Regions from separate parts of the Mus musculus genome. Here region 2 is linked to region 1. A link is a contact called in public promoter capture Hi-C data. All regions are on one chromosome and are shown on one strand. The core of a region is the stretch at or near the end of the contact, and the rest is flanking DNA. Distances in the headings are between cores, read along the strand shown.

Region 1 (6,758 bases), core at 1,530-4,029:
CTATATTCCATCTGTGACTTGTCTCCATAGGGACTTCATCACAAAGGGATGCTGGGTTTTATTCCACTTCTGTTGAGATGATCAGGTGCTTTCTGTCCTGAGTCCAGTTATATATTAATTTAAGGTTATTGATATACATACATGGAACCATCCCTTACAGTTCTGGGATGTTGTAGACATCATGATGGAAGGTCGTGATGTATTCTTCAATTCAGTTGCAAGTATTTTTGTTGACAGTTTTTGTCCTCTGTCCATTAGAAAGATTGTTTTATAATTTTCTTTTTTGTGGTTTCTATATCTGGTTTAGCTGGCTTCACCAAGAGAGTCTGGAAGTACTCTTTCTTTTGCCCCATGTCAAAATCTGTTCTACTAGCCCATGGAAGAACTTCTCCCTAACTTGTTCTCAGTTTACGTTTTCATTAGATTGTAGGTTGGTATCAACATATCCCAGTTTCTATCAGTGTGAAAGATATCACGAAAGAAGAAATACGTAAATATAAACTTTCCTTACGGGCTTGCACAGAAGGTGAGTATTTGCATTTGGTGGCTCACACTGAAAAGCCAGCACTTAGGAGGCTGGGCGTTAGAACACTGGACAGGTAAGACCAGAGAAGAACTTCCTTGTGCTGTATTATTAATATTGCAAAAATGGCTGTCTACCAACAGTAACCCACAGAGACAATGCAGTCCTCATCAAAATTCAAACAAGGAACCAAACAGACTCATCAATAATGGGGGAAGTAAAACGAACAGATGTGCCATTAAACACATGGAAAATGTTAAATCTCACCAGCCATCAGAGAAATGCAAATTAAAGCTGCAAAGAAAATTCATCTCAACTCAGTTTGAATGTCAGCCATTAAGAAACCAAAAAATCGGGCTGGTGAGATGGCTCAGTGGGTAAGAGCACCCGAATGCTCTTCCGAAAGTCCGAAGTTCAAATCCCAGCAACCACATGGTGGCTCACAACCACCCGTAATGAGATCTGATGCCCTCTTCTGGAGTGTCTGAAGACAGCTACAGTGTACTTACATATAATAAATAAATAAATCTAAAAAAAAAAAAGAAATCAAAAAATCAATGAGCCTGGAAACGTGTTCAATCCCTTGAACCCAGCAACTGTGGCATGTGTGCCCCTGAACACACACACACACACACACACACACACACGTAAAAAACACACATAACATTAGAAATTATTTTTATGTGAGCAAACATTCAATTTGAACCCCAGCTAACCAAAATGCTATCCAGTTTGGTTTTTTTTTCTTTTTGTATGTTTATGTTTTATTTTATTTCAGAATTTAGAAAATACATTTCACGGTGTCACCCAGGTTCGCCTTGAACATGAAACCCTCTGCCTTCATCTTTGAAGTGCTAGGCTTGCAGGTGTGTACCCTATGCCCAACTATAATGTTATCTTGAAAACTTCACTCATCACATTAGTAAATATAGCTTTCAAAACGATGCTGGACTCCAGTGTTTTATTATAAACTTTGTGAATAAAAATTTTTGAGTAGTGCATTTGCTAATACATTTATAGTAATTTGATAAGAAGCAAAATATTACCGGGTGCTCAATATTCTATATATTTCATGAAGACTCATATGCTCAATCTGACTCTGGTTTTATTACGTATAATTAAATGCTTATGAAAACAAACCAATTGAAGCAAATACTCTGAAGATTAAATAAGACCTAATGTGCATCACCAGCTATACATAACCAAGGTTAAATGTTGTCATTACAACCCTACTGATAGACTCAACTAGTTTGGGACAAGGGGAACCTCTTATCATAAGATTGCAGAGTTTTCAGAAAGAAAAACACCTTTTAAAGCAAAACTCGGGTCTAAGCAACTCTTATTGGTCTCTTGGGAATATGTTTACCCTCCATCCTGATGTTGTCAACTATTATTAATACATTTTCCTAGAAGTGCATAATTTCAGTTCTGTGTGATGATGTTTACATACACCTAGAATTTTTAAAACCTGTAGATTCTTCATGGCTACTTGACAAGAAGGGCAGATGGAAAGTGTTCTTACACTGTTTGAAGTTTTTAAAGCCAACTAGCCGCACCTGACCACATGAGCAGCTTGAGGGCGGTAACAAAGCTGAATGGGTTCTTTTGTTTCTTAAAGTATGACCTGCTACTGTGTATCAATCCCCTGCCTTGCAATAGATTTTTTTTTCCTTTTAAGATTTATTTATTTATTTATTTATTTAGGGCTGGGGAGATGGCTCTGAGGTTAGGAGCACTGACTGCTCTTCTAGAGGTCCTGAGTTCAATTCCCAGCAACCACATGGTGGCTCACAACCATCTGTAATGGGATCTGATGCCCTCTTCTGGTGTGCCTAAAGACAGCTACAGTGTACTTACATATATAAAATAAATAAAATCTTTAAAACAAAAAAGACTTATTTATTTTATGTATGTGAGTATACCATAGCCGTCGTAAGACACATCTGTGAGGACTTCAGATCCCAGGCTGTGAGCCGCCATGTGGTTGCTGGGAATTGAACTCAGGACCTCTGGAAGAGCAGTCAGTGCTCTTAACCACTGAGCCACGTCTCCAGCACCAAGCTGGATTTTTTTGAGTCAAGTAAACATGTGCGGGAAGTTGGCCAGTAAGAAAGACAACAACATGGCCCCTTCCACATGGCACCTTCCGTGAAAGGCGCTCACCTGAGCCGGCAGCAGGCTGAGGCCCCCTGTGTTTTGTTTTTGTTTTTAAGAAGCGAGAACCGCATGCAGAACAGCGGCACCTACATGGGCGTTTCTGCCATCGCCGTTCCGGAAAGCCTGGGCTGACTAATTGAGAAAATGCAGAAGATCTTGCAGACAGATGACATCACCGACAACCAAGTTCTTAGAAAAAGAAAGAGGAAACGGACAGAGACAGCAAACTCAGAAAATGCGAATAGTGCTCTGGAGAAAGCACAGGTCGGTGTTCTGTTGATTTAATCTTCTCATCTACCTCAGCTGCCTCTGCAATTCTCAGCCTTGTTCCTCGTTGTTTCTTGGCACTTTCCCCCATCTTCTGTAATTTGTCCTTTTTAACTCTTTATCCAACCAAGGGAATATAGTTTCTGTTCTCTTTTTAAGGTTAAGTTAGAAACACAGACAGTAGACAGTTTTCCTACTTCATTTCAGCCAGCACCAGATATAACATTGTTCAAAGTTTGTTTTCTGATCTAAACAAAAGATCATCAAACTGTCTGAAAATGGTTTTCCTCCCAAAATATTTTATGGAAATTGGTGCGTTTCTTCAGTAAGACTTACTCTTTGCTCTTCTGTTTAGAACTCAGCTCACAGCTGTTCCTCACTACCCCATTGCCCTCCTTTCCTTTGAACAACTTACCGACATGTTCATCCTGTATTTTTATTTGAATGTCTTTATACAGTCCCACATTTTATACATGTTTTATACATTTTTACGTGTTTTATAATGCATGTAGCATGCTGTATTCACATGTCCTTAAACAGTACCATCTCCCTCATATCCCCACCTCTGACCCACTTTATAAAACACTGTAAAAGACTACATATATATCATTTAGTAGCACATGAAAATCATAATAGAAATCTTAATTTGTTCCTGATTTTTTCAAAAAGCATTGCACTCTCCAAAATTATCCACAAGACTTGATATTATGAGGTGCATATAAATTGTTAAACATGTTCTCTAGAGAAACAAATCAACATTGCCATCAGCTTATAGAGGAATCCACTTTTGGTTATTTTTCGGGCTAGAACAACTAAAATTCATTAATGTAATATAACTATACCCCACAGGTTATATCTGTATGAAATACATAGGAGGATGACTTGTGGTTTCGAAATTGCTTGTTTGTTTCTATTCATTTGACTAGACATTATAAGATGGCATGGATTAAACGCATTAGTGATTAACTCCAACTCACCAGTAATTTCCCTTCGAGACATTAGCCAAGAGAGTCCAATGTGAACTCTCTACTTCATGCTCCTTGGGTCTCCTGACTGTATGTTTGTATGAGAGTCTGTGTCAGCCTGAAGGTGATCTTGTGAATCTGTCCCTGTGTCTGTCCTTCTGTGTCTGTCTGTTATATCTTTGGGTGTCTGTCTTTTCTGCATGTGACTAACGGTGTTTATGTATGTCTGGTGTGTAGCTGTGAGTGGACTCTGCCCCTGACAAAGGGCTTGCTCTGTATTTATTGACCAGCACAGAAAGCATCACACAAGAAGACATGGGATACTTTACAGAAATCTTTAACAGAGTTTTATAAGGGATTAAGTCACTGGCTCCAATTGATCCCAACTGACCCAGACAAAAAACAGTTCTGCAAATGTCATTGTTTATCAACCAGTATCCATAAATAGGTGCTTTTGACTTTTCTGGTAGCTTTTAACCTCTGTATCGGCTGCCTTTAGCAAGTGATAGACATGCATCACCTTGGGTCAGAGGCATGGCAGAGCACACCATTTAAGATAATAGCTACTCATTAGCTTAGGTGGTAAAGGCATATTACATGGGAAATCCAAGACAAGTGAGGTCGACTAGTTTTTGTTGTTGTTTTTGTTTTTGTTTTTCAAGACAGGGTTTCTCTGTATAGCCCTGTCTGTCCTGGAACTCACTCTGTAGACCAGGGTGGCCTCGAACTCAGAAATCTGCCTGCCTCTGCCTTTCGAGTGCTGGGATTAAAGGCATGCGCCACCACCGGAGGCACGGCTTTTGTTTGGTTGGTTGGGTGGTTTGTTTATTTTAAACTGAGCAGACAGTAGGCTAGCAATCTTAAGTGAGTCCAAATGTATTATTAACTCTGGCTGTGAGGTCCAGCAAAAGTTCCAGTCTTGGAGCATGGCAAGGATATTTCCCAACATTTCATTGACACATAAGATGACTTTCTGAAGGTCCCCACAGTCAGCATGCTCACAAGCAGCACGCAGGCCTTTTTGCATGTATACTTTCTTATTAATAGTGAGTATTAATATCCATATTTCTGGCTTTCGTTGAATGTCTTATTGCAGCTTGCTAGTGTGGGCTTGAAGTTGCTCAGGGATAAACAAAGCTCGTGTTCCCGAGTCCAGTGGTGCTTTCTCTGTCCATTTGCTGTCCTTAAAATCTTCATAGCCGGGGCTGGAGAGATGGCTCAGTGGTTAAGAGCACTGACTGCTCTTCCAGAGGTCCTGAGTTCAATTCCTAGTAACCACACGGTAGCTCACAACCATCTGCAATAGCACCTGATGCCCTCTTCTGTTGTGTCTGAAGAGAGTGACAGTGTGCTCATATACATAAAATAAATAAATCTTTAAAAAAAAACTTAATAGCTTTCCAAACTACATAATTCTGCTGGTTTCTATTGCAAATTCAGTCCAGCCAGAAATTTTATTTGCCAAAGATCCTGGGCCTGAGAGTCCTCTTCTTTTATTATCAAATCTGTGTTCAGCTTCTTTTCTCTCCATTTTATAGCAGTTACCTAAAGGCCTTCAAATACTTGAAGGTTCCCCTTGACTCCCAGCATCTCATTGGATGGGACCATTTTGAGAGATCACACAGGGAGCTCTTGAGAAAACCAAGGTGACAGAAACCTGCTGACCTAGGGAAGTAATTGTGGAATGTTTCTCAAATCTTGAAGATTAACATTACGGAGCTCGGTTGATTTAAATCGCACCCTGCACTCAGTGCTTTCCTATGTCTTCTTGCAAACTGCTATTACTGACAAAGCTAGAACTCACCAAAATTCTCTGTCCAGCATCCTTGGTGTGTGGTCTGCCTGCATAACCATTCTAGGTGACAATCTTACCAAATGTCTCACTACAAGTGAACACAAGTCAGAGGCTTTCCCCCATGCCACCCTGTGCCTTTTGAGCCCATACCTGGCCTCTGAGAGGTATCCCTGCTTCTGTGCACCACATGTTAGACTTTTGTGATGGTTATTGCAAAGACACAAATAGTGCACAGTAGCTCATGTAAGGTAGAAAGCTGTCTCCTGCTCACGTGCTGCTGTCTGCAGTTCCATGGAAGCTGCAGTGACGAGGGAGGGCTCGCTCACATAGTTGACCCACCTTCCTCAGCTCACAGCTTTGTGTCTGTGTCTAACACCTGCTAATATTATGGAGCAGCAGTGGTCCATGCCCACCCTGCTTAGCTTTGCCAGATTCCTTGGGCTTTGACCAAATGGTAACTGATGGTGGTTTTGACCTTCTCTGTGCTCACTAGTGAGGTTGAATATCTGTGTCTACTGATGAGCCATGTATGTTCTCCATTCTGTAAAATGCCCCCTTTATATCATTTATTCATTTTTCCATTGAGTAACTGTTTTGATTAACAACACTGCAGATATTTCCCATTGGCTTTTATGGTCTTTTTTTTTTCTTATTTACTGTGCCTTATGAATAAAAATCTTCATTTTAGTTTGTTTGTTTTACTGTGAGCAGTGATTTTATAACTAGGAAATGCCCACTAAAGTTGAGAAAATGTACATTTATATTCCTTGTACAATTTTTGCATTTTGCTTTTGATGTATAAATTCTTAATGTATCTACAGAGGTTTACATGCAAGTGTGTGTGGAGGTGTATGCGTGTGAGTATGCGTATGTATGTATACACATATGGAAACATCTACATGTGGGTCTATGTGTGTATAAATCTCTGTGTTTGAGAGCAGTGGTCCATGCATATGCGTTTTAACGAGATAGGGATCCATTTTTTTTACCTGTTTTTCTGAGTCCCAGTGGGACAGCATCCCAGCAGCCTTGGTTGAGTGGATCCCTGTCC
Region 2 (6,313 bases), core at 240-2,739, 120 kb before region 1:
AAAAATGCACGCGCTCTTGTGCACATACACACACACACACAAATCACTTTTAGGACTGGAAGTACTCTACAAAATTAAAGCCTATTTGAAAGCTTAAAATTGATAATATATTTAAATGAAGCTACTTCAAAGTGGAGAGTTCATATAAACTATTATATTCCTTATTGATCTGTAATGACTTGCCAAATCTTGCTACTATCTTAGGGCTGGAGAGAACAGTATGGTGTTTTATTTAATTGGAGACAATAAACAACTCCCTGGCCCAAACACTGCAGCCTGACCTTTGATGAGGGGCTTAAGTTAGTGGGACAAAGGAAAAGGAGTCCCTTACGCAACAAAAGCCGCTATTTCTAATTCTACTGGTGCTTAAAGACCGATTCCTATCAAAATACAAATGTTCATCCATAGGGAATTAGTTAAATATACTGTATCGATAGCACAGGTTACCCTGCAGAAATTAAACAAACATGTTGATCTACATTTAACAAAAGAGGAAATAATATATGACAGCTTTAAAAAATCCATACACACATATGTACCCCCCTTACGTGTTTAAATATGGATATATTACTGTTTAGTAGTGGTTAGCTCTGGGCAGTGACAAAGATTAACAAGTTTTGTTTGTTTCTGACAGTTTTTAAACTCAAACAAACAAAAGAAATCACCAAAAGGAAATGCCCAGAGAAAACATCGGATATGAAAACTAGCGTTTTGCTTTGGGAGCTCAGGAGGTCCTCAGAAAGTGAACGGAGCCCCTGTAGCCTCTTCCCAGAGCAAAGCAAACAAACAATTATGCACAAACTACATTAGCAGATGTATGGGAGTCTCTGGCCTCCTGACCCCGGGGCTAGGACTCCAATTCACACCACTCTCTGTCATCTCCACCTGCTGATAACAAGGAAACAGAGGAAGAAACTGGTTCTCCAGAAAGGGAAAGGCTCACTGGGATCGTGAAGGCAGGGCTGGCGTTTCGTCTCATAAGCTGGTGGGTTCTGTCTGTACGCACTTGAATCTCGGTAACCAAAGAAGCAAAAACTCTAGGCTTCAATAAACCAAACAACCCTGCACCAGGTCTTCCACAACCTTGGCTATTAAACTAACAATCAAATTAGGCCACTAAAAGATTCACTCTAGGGCTGGTGAGATGGCTCAGTGGGTAAGAGCACCCGACTGCTCTTCCAAAGGTCCAGAGTTCAAATCCCAACAACCACATGGTGGCTCACAACCATCCGTAATGAGATCTGATGCCCTCTTCTGGTGCGTCTGAAGACAGCTACAGTGTACTTACATATAATAAATAAATAAATCTTTAAAAAAAAAAAAAAGATTCACTCTAACTTTTCTATGCTACAAAAGCAACCGAAATTCCCTAATGCCAGGATAATTAGATAATGTGACAGTTTTGAATAACTTCCTAACTGACATCCCAGGACAGACTCTGCGACATCAGCAGCAGGACTGTGTAGCTGGCTGCGGCTGGGTCTACACAGCCTGGTCTGTGAGCTACTGCCAGGAAATGGTCTTGGCCCTGGGTACTCTCCAAAGGCAGTGGGAAACAAGGCCAAAGGGGAGGATTTTGCTAAAGATCGGGACATTCAGAGTTGGAGAATACATTCTGCCCCACCAACTCAGCATCTACCCACATCTTGTCTTTAAATAATAATAATGATAATAAATTTACACAAATCTTGATTATACAGATGTTAGTCCTAGATTCTGCAAAACAATCCATAGTGTGAAATAGGTACTTCCCAAAAAGAAAGTACTCTCTTGGGATGTGAACAGAAAAAGGAGCCACCAAAAATGTCCCTATGTGTGCATGTGTGCATGTGTGCAGGTGTGTGTGTGTGTGTGTGTGTGAGAGAGAGAGAGAGAGAGAGAGAGAGAGAGATGAACCTTGATAGAACTCTACATTCTTTTAACTTAAAAAAAAAAAAGCTAAAAGCTCATCCTAGGGAAAATTGAGAATCTCTAAACCCAAGTCAAGATGGTTTATCAGGTATATTAGGACTATTAAGTTTCTAAGGTGTGGCGATGATCTGGTGGTTGTAGGAAAGGTAGCCCAGTCCTTAGGAGATGCAGACTGAGGAAACTTGGCATCTGTAATTACTTTTAATTGCATTAAACAGAACTAGTCAGTGTGCTGATCTAGGGAACCAGAAGTAGTCTCTGGACCACTCTTGCTTCGGGGGAAAGGGTCCCAAACTTTCAGTTGCTTTTGTGGTCAGGAGATTGGGGATCGAGCCCAGAGACTGAGCAGTATCCTGGCGTCACCACGGTGCTTCACCCTCAAACCTTGGTTGGTTGGTTGGTTTTTGAAATCGGGCTTCACTGCCGAGCTTGGATTAGCCTTGACCACAGTTGTCCAGGGTGCCTTCCAAATCCACCAACACCCTGCATCAGACTCCCAAACGCTGGGATTTCAGGAGTGTGATCCCACATCCTCCTTCCCTTTTTCACAAGTATCAAAGCTTCCTCTTGTTTTTCGGCTTAGAAGTAACACCCGGTTCCCAGAGGCTGCATTTTGATTATCTGTCCAATCACTGTTGAACACTTGGTTGATTCCCACATCTTAACTGGTACATATCGTGAGCAAGGGATTGCAAAATTAACTGAAGTTCCCATCAGAGGCACGGTTTCAAATTCGAAATCGTCTTAGCTGGGATTAAGATAGGCTTTCTTCCAGCTTAGCCAGCATATGCCACCTAGATGCTTCATTTAATGGGTGACTGTAATCGGGGACTAGAACAAGCATTTCACTTGCTAGCCAAGCATCTGAAACGACAATCCAAACAGAAAGATGCTTAGGGGAGGTGGAAGACTTATCCACATCCACTGTCTTACGAGGCGAAGCCAGAGACCTCTATTTTGGTCCTTTCAACAGCAAAGCCTGTGTTCTTGACCACAGTGTATTCATGCACAAGGTAAAACTGAAAATCCTTATGAAGGTTTATATATGCTCAGCCCAGGGAGTGGCACTATTAAGAGGTGTGACCTGATTGGTGTAGGTGTGTCAATGGGTGTAGACATTAATACCTCATCCTAGCTCATCCTAGCTGCCTGAAAGCCAGTATTCTGTTAGCAACCTTCAGATGAAGATATAGAACTCTCAGCTCCTCCTGCATCATGCCTGCCTGGATGCTGCCATGTCCCCACCTTGATGATAATGGACTGAACCTGTGAACTTGTAAGCCAGCCCCAATTAAATGTTGTCCATATAAGAGTTGCCTTGGTCATGGTGTCTGTTCACAGCAGTAAAACCCTAAGACAATCCTCAAAACTCTCAAAGATCTTACCATGTATTTGCAGGGCATGAAAGAATTAGGTTTGTTTTAGATTTAGTACTGGACCAAAATCATGGACACGTCCGCAGCAAGGAGCATGATTTCACAGTAAAGAAAACCCATGCAAAAAATACATTAAAGTTGACTCTTGCACAGCATGGGTCTGGATTCAGCAAATGCACCTTTACACACATTTGTTTTAGATTTGTGACAATTTGGAATTGCTAAAAGATTAATTACCTAGAAACCTCGAAAATTAAGATGTAGGCTTGGTAGGGCTCAGTAGTGGGACCCTTCATATAAATATGGAGTACCCGACAGAACTCATGACAAGACTTGTCTCAAAACACAAACAATTAAACAAGACCAGAGAAACAGCTAAAGAATGAAGCTAACCAGAAGGATGGAGCAGGGGGATCTCCAATTTGAGGTCATGCTGAACTACACAGCAAGAATTACCTCAGAAGACAAAAGTGTGGAAATATAGACATCAAAGACTAGTTTGTATATAAGTATCTACAAACAGATATTTCACTTGAAGGATGTTTTCAATAATTTCCAAATAGAAAAACAAACCCATGTCTGAAAATAGCTCCACAAAACCAAAGCATATCAGGACCACAGACTAAAATACCGGGACATTCCATAACTAGACAATGCTTGTTTGTTTGTTTGTTTGTTTGATTGCTTGTTTGTTGTTTTTGTGTGTGTTGCTGTTGTTGTTTAGTTTTTTTCATTTATTTGCTTGCTTTTGTTCTGAGACAGGGATTCTCGGTATAGCCTTGGTTGTCCTGGAACTCACTCTGTAGACCAGGCTGGCCTCGAACTCACAGAGATCCACCTGCCTCTGCCTCCCTAGTGCTGGGATTAAAGGCATATACCACTACCACCCAGCAAACTAGACAATACTTAATCTTACATTTTATGGTGATGTTTATTTATGTCATCCAGTTAAATGTGTCTTAACTATCTATAGGCTCCTTCCTTGAAGGACTCTGAAATCTGCTGCCAAGAACAAAGGGATAAAATAACTGACTTAAGAGTGTCTATCCTTAGAAATGTAGCTTAAAACGTATCTTCTGGGAATACTATAGAACACTCATAAAAGTTAAATCAATTACAAGAAAATGGTGGAGTCTGGCCCACCGAACTGCCACATGGCACACCTCTGGGAGAATGCCACCCAGAGGTGTGCCAAGGGCTGGCAGAAGTTGGTATCAGTGAGCCCACTGAGGTCGGCCAGCCAGTTTTCAAAGAAGAATTAAAACAAACATTTAACACTAGAGAGACTTCATGTGAAACTTCAGGTGTGGAACTCGTGCATCCTGACACAGTCTTCACCTGGCAATGTTCCTTTTCTTTTGATACCTGGGTGTGAGACACACACCCTCTCATTGATTGATTGATGAGATGCCACTGTATTCAGATAGTATTGGAAAGATAAAGGATGGGAGGAGAGAGGGACTATGCTAACTGACAGAATGGAAGTGAAAGTGTTTTTAAGAAGAGAACTATAGAGCACAAAACAAGAGAAACAGGAGGCAGCTATCAGGTCCTGTAGTTAAATGGATATCCCACAAACACCAGGTGAGTCAAGTTTCTCTAAGTGCAGAGTTACTCTCCTTTATTACAGTGTCTTTAATTCCCAGAAAATGTTAGAGAGCTGTATGACACTACAGGCTGGCTCAAGGTTTCCAGGAATCTCACTAGACACCCACTGGCTTCCTGCTGGCTTGATTTTACCTGCATTTACCCACCTACTCAATGTCATAAGAGAGACCTTGATTCTAAGTACTTCAGAACCAGGTGTGCTATGGTTCCTGTTAGAAAGAAGATCTGGGTTACAGCCACATCTTGTATAAACCCTGAGACATAAAAACAGACCCTTTGCAGACAGCATGCTCCATCTACCATCTATGTTGTCTTGTAGAAATCTGAAATTGCATATGGTTTGGCAGAGTGTATATTGGATATCAGCCATGTGACCTTGAGAAAATTGCCTGGCTCCTGGGGGCTTCTGTTAGTTCCTGTGAGAAACAGGAAACATAGCAGTGCTAATGTGTACAGCTGTATTGGTGGAAAAAAATAAGCATTTGTGATATTTTAGATATTAGGTGATGTCACCCCCTTTTGCTTATTTGATCCAAGGACAGAAGACTAACTACAGGGAAACAGTGAGATTGTATGACAGCCAGCTCGGAACAGCCCTAAAGAGACAAAGTCCGCCTGATTCTCTTCTCTGTCCTTTCTGAACTTTGTAAGCAGTGTTCTGGTACTCGGTGGTACCCTCATGTCTTTCCACCACATCCCTTTAAAAAAAAAAAAAATTCACTGTTTTCATTACAAAACAACAGCCAGAGATGAAAAGCACCAACATTTTTTAAAACATTAGGTGCTCAATTGTTCCCAGCTGACACTAAGGAAAGTTGTGCCTTTAACAGTCCTTAAGGTTCCATTTTCATTACCTCTGTTCCTTGACAAAATTGTAGAAAATCGCTTTTGCTAATGGCTTTCGCAAACATCGGCTGTCACTTCAAGCAGTTATTAAGTCAAGAATAACTTCTTCATTAAAGACACATATACACACAACAAACTTTTGTTATTTCATTGAAACAAAGCCCTAAACTTTATATTCCAGGAACCTCATTTCCCATTCAGAAGAAAGAGCTGCCAGCTCTGAAGTAAGAGAAGATAATTCTGCCTCTTTAGACCACTTTTTTTTTAAAGACTTATTTATCATTATACATAAGTACACTGTAGCTGACTTCAGACACACCAGAAGAGGGCGTCAGATCTCATTACGGGTGGTTGTGAACCACCATGTGGTTGCTGGGATTTGAACTCAGGACTTTCGGAAGAGTAGGCAGTGCTCTTAACCACTGAGACATCTCAGCAGCCCCTTCAGGCCGTTTGACTGGGATTTAGTAACCATGGGTGAGCATGAGGAGACATACTGCCTTTGTGCTGGTGTGATGAAAAAATCAACCTAGCTGGGATGTTGAATACTAGACCAATCCAACCACACACAC

What was found. Capture Hi-C pulls out chosen DNA fragments and counts their contacts.
Region 2: a contact with region 1 is called in a promoter capture Hi-C map of adipose tissue. The contact joins two enhancer-like sites. A contact is called at or near these places in 1 of 39 promoter capture datasets (macrophages), 2 of 484 Hi-C or Micro-C datasets (both in embryonic stem cells) and 2 of 9 other capture datasets (adipose tissue and liver).

What each region holds. Positions count from the first base shown.
Region 1 is chr1:33,879,627-33,886,384 of GRCm38.p6, reverse strand. Bend6 (BEN domain containing 6) reads left to right here. Exons shown (of 7, transcript NM_177235.3): 2 at 2,737-2,944. The coding sequence starts at 2,825. Among named protein-coding and RNA genes, the nearest start is that of Gm38471, 8.2 kb to the right of the region's middle. Within about 2 kb of position 2,779, at least 147 of the 459 cell types and tissues checked have an H3K27ac peak or open chromatin away from gene starts, as enhancers often do. A contact at or near this core is called in adipose tissue, where this site is marked.
Region 2 is chr1:33,997,702-34,004,014 of GRCm38.p6, reverse strand. All of the region lies in intron 3 of Dst (dystonin), which reads right to left. Among named protein-coding and RNA genes, the nearest start is that of Dst, 93 kb to the right of the region's middle. Within about 2 kb of position 1,489, at least 1 of the 459 cell types and tissues checked has an H3K27ac peak or open chromatin away from gene starts, as enhancers often do. A contact at or near this core is called in adipose tissue, where this site is marked.